2 separate regions of the Mus musculus genome follow, and region 2 is linked to region 1. Evidence: chromatin contacts called from public HiChIP or PLAC-seq data. All regions are on one chromosome and are shown on one strand. Each heading gives the region's core, a stretch centred on a gene start, on an enhancer-like site or on the middle of the called end of the contact. The rest is flanking DNA. Distances are from core to core; before and after follow the strand shown.

Region 1 (3,445 bases), core at 921-3,420:
AGAAGTGCAAACCCACAGCTGCGTGGACAGAGTAACTCACATAATATGAAAATCAGAGGCTTGGAGATGAGGAGAAAGTTTTCCTAGGAGAGTGGACACTTCTCAAGAGAGGGAAGTCACCAGTCTCCCTGGTGTGTGTGTGTGTGTGTGTGTGTGTGTGTGTGTGTGTGTGTGCCCAAGGAGGCCAGAGGCATCAGACACCCCTGCATCTGGAGTGACATGCTGTTGTAAGCTGCCCCACGATTTGGATGTTGGAAACTATGGGTCTTCTAAAAGACTGCTGAGCCGTCTCTCCATCCTTCCTCTTTTTTATTTGAGACAGGATCTGTCTGGTTGGGATTAAAGGTGAGTGCCACCACACCAAACTAAGTGGATGTTTTGAAATAACACTCGAGTGGAAATGAAAGGCCATTTAGAAGGTAGTCTAAGGCCAAGGAGGAGTGAGAAAGAAAAAGGCAGCGAGGAGAAACTTGCATGTTTCCTTGCAGCAACTGTTTCAGATGATGGAATCCTCAACCCCGCATGCTCTCCCCATGCACTCCGCATGCTCTCCCATGCACTCCCGGGGTCAGACATTAGGGCTAGAGGAGACACTAGCAAACAATGGGTTCCAATCACAATTTAAAGCCCCTTGCTTGTTTTTCTTCATTTTCAGAGACTTGAGGGACCCAGTTCTCTCCATTGTGTAGATCCCAGGGATTGAACTCAGGCCATCAGATTGGGTGGCAAGCAACTTTACCCGCTGAGCCACCTTGCTGGCTCATGGATACACGCCATCAGAAGAGTAGCTTTCATAGTAAGGTTAAGAAGCTGGGTGTGGGATGTGATTCAAACAGGAAAGTTCATCACTAATCCACCTCCCCACTCTAACCACTGTGCTGTGACCCCAGGTGTTTGTTTGCTTGTTTGTTTGGGGGGTGTCTTGTTTCTTTCTTTGGGGGGGGGTCACCAGACTGGCCTCCATTTTGTTTTATAATGGAGGATGACTAGAACTCTGAACTGTCCTGCCTCTAACTTCCAAATACTAGGATTATAAATGTGCCCCTCACATCTGGCTTATGCAGTGCTGGGGACAGAACTCAGGGCTTCCTGCACGCTAGCGAGCAAGCACTCTACCAAACTGAGCTGCACGGGGCCACATTTCTTGTCAGAGAACGTACAAGGAACAACAGCACGGTGGAGCATCCAACAAAATAAAAACACTGTTAAGAACTCCAAGATACTTCAGCTGGGTACCTTGGAGACAAGACATGGTTTGTAAAGAAAGAAGGGAAAAGCTTCTTCTCTCTTCAGAGAGAGAGAGAGAGAGAGAGAGAGAGAGAGAGAGAGAGAGAGAGACTGACTCTATGGAGGGGACAGGAAGTGTTCCACAGCACGGGGTGTGCCAAGTCCAGATGTGGTCTCCAGATACCTCCAGCAGGCATACGTTTCCACTGAGGGGAGGACAGGGTTGTTTCTCAAGAAGATATTGGGGGTGGGATGCACATTCGTGGGTAGTGGAGGGACAGAGGCAAAGTTTGCCTTACTATCAGGGAGACCTTAGGGAAAGGCAGGGAAAAGAAGACGGGGCGAGCTAGATCTTGTAGTCACTGAAAAAGTTTACGGAGCCTCTTGAGACGTTTGTGTAGGTTTTTTTTTGAGTGGTATGGTTGGCGAAGATGTGCGTACTGTGAGAACCAAGTTCCTCTCTGCATAATGCCATAACTCCAAACTCGTGGGACAAGCAGGGTGAGGATCACTAGCAGTATGCTGCGCATAGATGTCGAGTCCGCTTCCCAAACTGCATCTTTCTCCGGTTCATCATTGCGCAAGGAGCCAAAGGCTGCCTGGCAGGATGCACCGGTCCAGCCCAGGGCTCCCGCCCTAGCTCCAGCTTAGAGCATCAGGTGGGACCTATGGCACAGGCAGAAGAGGCTGAGGGATCTCTCTCGGACCTGCAGCGCATGAACCATCCGATCGGTGGTCCCAGTGCGTTTGCAGGTTCCTGTAGAGACAGTCAGCTTGGAGGCAGAACTCCCAGGGCACACGTAGCACCCCTCTGTGCTATGCACTAATCTGGCTTCCAAGGGACACTCAGCAGGCCTCGGAGAGGCCCGGGTCCCCCAGACGTGGCAGTCCGGGCCCCCCACCTCACAGACTACAAGTCCCAGCAGCACCCGCAGCTAGTACCTCCTGCCAAGCCGCGGAGACCCCCGTCGGTCCCAGCCGCGGGGAGTGCGCTGTGCTGGGGCCGAGCCGGGTAGGGAGGCCGGTCCCGCGGGCGGGGGCGGGGCCGGCTCCGCGGCTTCTCCCGCCGCCGCCGCCGCCAAGGGGAGTTTCCAGGAAGTGGCCATATTGGATCCATTCAGCCGCAGCCGCCCGGGCGGAGCGCGTCCCGCAGCCGGCTCATCCCCGCCGCGGCCCCGGCGTTCCCCGCAACCCGCCCGCCCGGTGCGCAGCTCGCCATGGCGGCCACCGACTTGGAACGCGTCTCGGTGAGGCCTGTGGCGCGCAGGGGCACGGGAGGGGGCGCGAGGCGGGCTGTCAGCACCGCGCGGCGGGGCCTCGAACCCCGGGACCCGGGAGCTAACCCCGGGAGGGTGTCTCAGAGTGTTGGGCTTCGCGCGATGTGAGCTCTTTCGCGGGAAGAAGCCAAGATCTGGGCTGATCGGGGCAGGTGTGAAGACAAGACTCGTGTCCAGAGGGGAGGATCCCGGACGCCCCCGACTCTTCTCTCCCAGGGTGTTCCTGCACCTCTGGGTACTTGCCTTTGCCGCGCAGGTGCTGTTATCTGGGTGCAAAGAGTGAGGATGGAGCCCCAGGGATCCAGGGATTTTTCTACCCCCCAGCACACACACACATTCCAGAAAGAGCTCAGGGGAGTTGCAGACTTTGGGTTGGAAGAACCCAGGCTCGCTGCTCATCTCCTCCACTGCCCTCCCGGGAACCTGGATCCTGGGTGCGACTCCAGACAGGTCCAGGGCCTCAGTGGTTGGCTCTGGCTCTGCGGCAGCCATTCCCAGGAGCTGAAGTGATTCCAGATCCAAACCATTGAGTGTTTGTTTGGGCCCCAGTCTGGACCTGCCTCTCTCTAGGCTGACGCCCCTTGGTGGTCCTAAGGGGGGTGTCTGTGGACTTGAGCCAGGCTATAGCATGCGGAGGGAGGCCTTTTGGGGGTTGTCTGCACTCTTGGTGTCTAAGGCTGGATTTGGGTGTGTCTGGGAGGCTAGGCTGTGACGGTGAAGGAAGCTGTGTCCTCTTGCCAGCATGTGAGGCCCTGGTCGACTGGAAGGGGAGGAGGGGAAGAGAGGGAGGAGGTGGAGGAGGGCCCAGGGCTGTTGGAGGGAGGGAGAATTCTGAATGTGTGACCGATAACGAATTGGTTCTGGGGCTAAATAAGGGAGCCAGGACTTATGTAATTTTGCTATAAATACTGTCATCTGAATTTATATATGCAAATTTCTTC
Region 2 (3,498 bases), core at 584-3,083, 71 kb after region 1:
GAAGCCTGAGTGGTGCTTCATGCCAACCACATGCTTCCCTGCTACGGTACCAGGTCCTTTTTAAGACTCTGAGATGTGATTAGAAAACTCAGTCACAGAGTTCATAAACTCGGTCCAGACTTACTTCAGACTGAGATTTTATTATAAACCATTAAGTTGAAAAGCGCTATGTACCTTTGTCTATTTCTACTTTCAGAAGAAAATGGAAGCCATGCTTGCTTCCCCAGCTCGCTCGCAGCTTGCTGTCTCTTAAAGCATTATCTGTATCCTTACCTGCTCCAGACTAATGGCAGAGACCGTTGCTTTCAGCTGTACTAGGGAATAGTTCAAGAATCTCAAGACACTGTGTCTGTGACACTGTAGAAGCAAGTTACCAGAAGAGCTGACCTCCCCGGATAACTTATAAAATGCACGGCATTGTTCAGACATCACATAGAAGCACAGTTTTGTGTATAAACTGTGAAGTGAGAGAAGTACCTGAGCAGGCAGCAGCATTGTTCTCCAGTTTTCTGTTCTAAAACTTACATTCTTAGAGAGTAGCTACATGAAAGTGGGTTGTGAAATGAGTTGTACCTTATTCAATTCAAGACCTTTCTTTCCAATTCAAGAAGCTTTAATTGCTGTTTGCATAGTGAACACTTACTTTCTGTTGTTGTAACATGGATGTGTTGGGGAGTGGAGAGCATGTGGGTGCTGTGTTAACTGTGTGTATGCCCCCTCCCATTAAAAAATGCAAATGGCCGCTCAGTGTCCCTTGCTTGAATCATCAGTTGTCATTTTCTTCTCTAGTCGTTAAGTACCCAGAACAATCCACCATAGGCGGAATGGGAGTTTGCTACTATACAGGTGCACTTCATTTTATGTAACTAGAGCTGCTTACAAATCAAGTTGGAAAATAAAATATTATGAACTGAATGCCTTTAAAATTCATTAATCCTTTTGTTAGTCACATGATCAGTATAAACTACTGTAAATTAGTTTATCTATTTTGTTGCTTCAGGTCTACCTGGTAGATTTTCTTTAAATGGGGGACACCTGTAATGGGTTTTTATATAGGAAGAAAAAACATTGAATTGGGAAATTTTGGAAATGGACAATGAGAGCTTTGCTACTTTTAATTTACTAATTTTAAAAATTGACTTCGTTTGCCCTTCTAGCTATTTTCCAGGTCTTAGCAGGTTCCCAATTCCATGTCTGTCACCCATCAGCATAAGCACATGCTCTGAGCGGTACCACCTGCAGGGGGCGCTGTGGGCACCTGAGATTGCGCGGGAACCACAGGGTGAACTGAGGCTAGCATTCGTGCTTGTCTTACCGAACGAACATGCTTTCTTTTTTCTGTCGGCTCTGTTTCAGTTTTGATTATTTGATTCATGTCTGTGCTCGTGCTAAATGAGTGCTGTTACACGTTTTCTCTGTTTTACAAAGGAAATAATGTTTTCCTCTCTTCCCTCCCCATCTCTGTGCACACGCTTCCTGTCTGCGGCTCGCTTACCTTACCGCTGCTTTGCAAGACCAAGCAGGTTGGTGTGATTGGCTGGCACTTCACCTGGTGCGCTCACTCATTTTCTCAAGACCTTTTATTTAAGTACTTGACTTTTTTATTTTAATAATTTTTACAAGGTAAGTATCTGTCTTTTTAAAACAATTCCATTTTAGCTATTTTAAAAGCCTTCTCCCCTAAATCCTTAAAGACCTATTAAGTCAGTTTTTGAAAATGTACTTGTACCTGATTTGACAGCATTTTCCTCCTCTTTTGAAGGCCAAGAGTCAGTTTTTATTGCCTACACCATGGGTTCTTGTGACACATGTGACATTAGTCGGGTTGTCACTTCCTGCAGCTCTACCCATGCCCACCCCATCAGGTCACCTTCACTTCGGTGGCCCCTGGCAGACAGGGCACTGGAAGGCTCACTACTTCTCTTTGACTTAGCTAAATACTTTTTATACTCACAACATGCCTTTTTAGATTTATTTACTTAAACTTTTTGTGCTAAATTTTATCAGTGAAAACTAGAAAAGTTTCTGAGGTTGGGTTTTTCCAAACCTTCTGGAGGTTTTGTGGTCGATGTTTTGTTTTGTTTTTTAATTGATTTGGTTGGTGAAACTGCGTGTGGTCCCGGGAATGAGCCCAGGGCTTTGCACATGGTGGCCAAGCACTGAGCTACGCCCCCATCTCCTTTAAAAAAAAAATCTCTTCAGAAGCATATGTAGACTCTTATGCCATTGGAGCGGTCCAAGTACCCATTGAGGGCACAGAAGGCAGATTGCTTCAGGCTCCTCACAGCATCCCCCAGTGGAGAGCAGGCTACTGGAAGCTAAGGCTTATATCTAGGGGAGCACGGGATACAAATTTATTCCTTAAAGATCTATGTAAAAGTTACTCTTGGTCACCAAATTTTTACACAGTCACATTTAGCTTAAAGTATTACTTGAAAAAAATAATGTGACTTGTCACAGTGATTCTGGCTAGAGCCACATGGGACTTGAATGTGTGGACCTTTGAACTGACCCTAGCTGTGTGCTCAGTGTCTTCATGAAACCCTCTTGAGCACGGTGAGGCGCTTGCATCTAAAGCACGGATTTGGAGGGATCACTGTGTAAGACAATCACCTCAGCAACAGACAGCATTTATACATCTTCCTATGCAGCCCTGTTTTGTATTACTGCCTCCTAATGGGTTTTTTGGAGCTGTTTATAACTATTAGCAAGACAAAACACTATGAGTCCAAAATTACATTCCCATATTGACCTGCACACCTCATCTCTGATCTTAGTACCCAGGCCTTCCACACACGCTGTTTTTGTTTTAACGTATTTACCATTTTTCTCTAAATGTTTGTAACCCTGAGGTGGAAGTTACATGATCTAAGGCGTATGTACTTCCTGTAAACCTGAGCTTAGACTTTTCTTCTCAAATTTTTAATAAATTATTGCTGATAGAAAGTCTTTTCATGGAGTTCATTGGGAGTAAGAATTCAATTGTTTGTGAAGACTATTCTGTACAGCATAATTCTGAAGGTTCAAAGCAGATGGCTGTGCCGTTAGGCCCAGGCCGCCTCGGGCCCAGAGTGCAGTGAATCACACCACCCCAGCCCCTGGGTCCCAGCTCTGAGCTCCTCGTTGGTTTGTGCTTAGATTTTGCTTTAGTCTTTGGTTCTGAAGAAGGAACGATGCCGCTCAACTCTTGAATTCCTAATGTGATTTTGTCGTAAGAGTTGAAAAAGCCTATGCATGGTCCTGCCTTTCACGGCTCCTGCAAGAGTCTGCTTAGATCTGTAGTCCCCTTGCCATTGGTTTTCGGTTCCTTTTCCTTCTCAGCAGGAGGGCTGGATTTGGGGTAGAGGTATTAGTTTATCATCCTCTGTCCTTGTCCCTTGGGAAGGAAGTAGAGAATGACAAGCTTTCAGGAGAGCCTCAGGCCTGACAGTTCTCTGAAACGCTTGTTGTTCTGAAGGAACACAATTCTAAGAACTTGCATCAACCACAAATGAATTG

What was found. HiChIP or PLAC-seq counts read pairs in DNA pulled down with a chosen protein or histone mark.
Region 2: an H3K4me3 HiChIP or PLAC-seq map of the SCID.adh cell line shows a contact between it and region 1, with 16 read pairs. The contact joins the enhancer-like site here to the promoter of Septin8 in region 1. A contact is called at or near these places in 1 of 39 promoter capture datasets (the C10 cell line), 1 of 15 datasets of contacts at CTCF or cohesin (CD8 T cells), 4 of 484 Hi-C or Micro-C datasets (the G1E-ER4 cell line, the HL-1 cell line, embryonic stem cells and 1 more), 7 of 115 datasets of contacts at active chromatin or transcription factors (the SCID.adh cell line, embryonic stem cells, memory CD8 T cells and 2 more) and 4 of 9 other capture datasets (adipose tissue, embryonic tail, liver and 1 more).

Annotation. Positions count from the first base shown.
Region 1 is chr11:53,517,566-53,521,010 of GRCm38.p6, forward strand. Septin8 (septin 8) reads left to right here and starts at 2,171. Exons shown (of 10, transcript NM_001347496.1): 1 at 2,171-2,474. The coding sequence starts at 2,445.
Region 2 is chr11:53,589,203-53,592,700 of GRCm38.p6, forward strand. It overlaps Kif3a (kinesin family member 3A), which reads left to right. Exons shown (of 18, transcript NM_008443.4): 10 at 1,515-1,523. Among named protein-coding and RNA genes, the nearest start is that of Kif3a, 24 kb to the left of the region's middle. Within about 2 kb of position 1,834, at least 29 of the 459 cell types and tissues checked have an H3K27ac peak or open chromatin away from gene starts, as enhancers often do. A contact at or near this core is called in CD8 T cells, the G1E-ER4 cell line and the SCID.adh cell line, where this site is marked.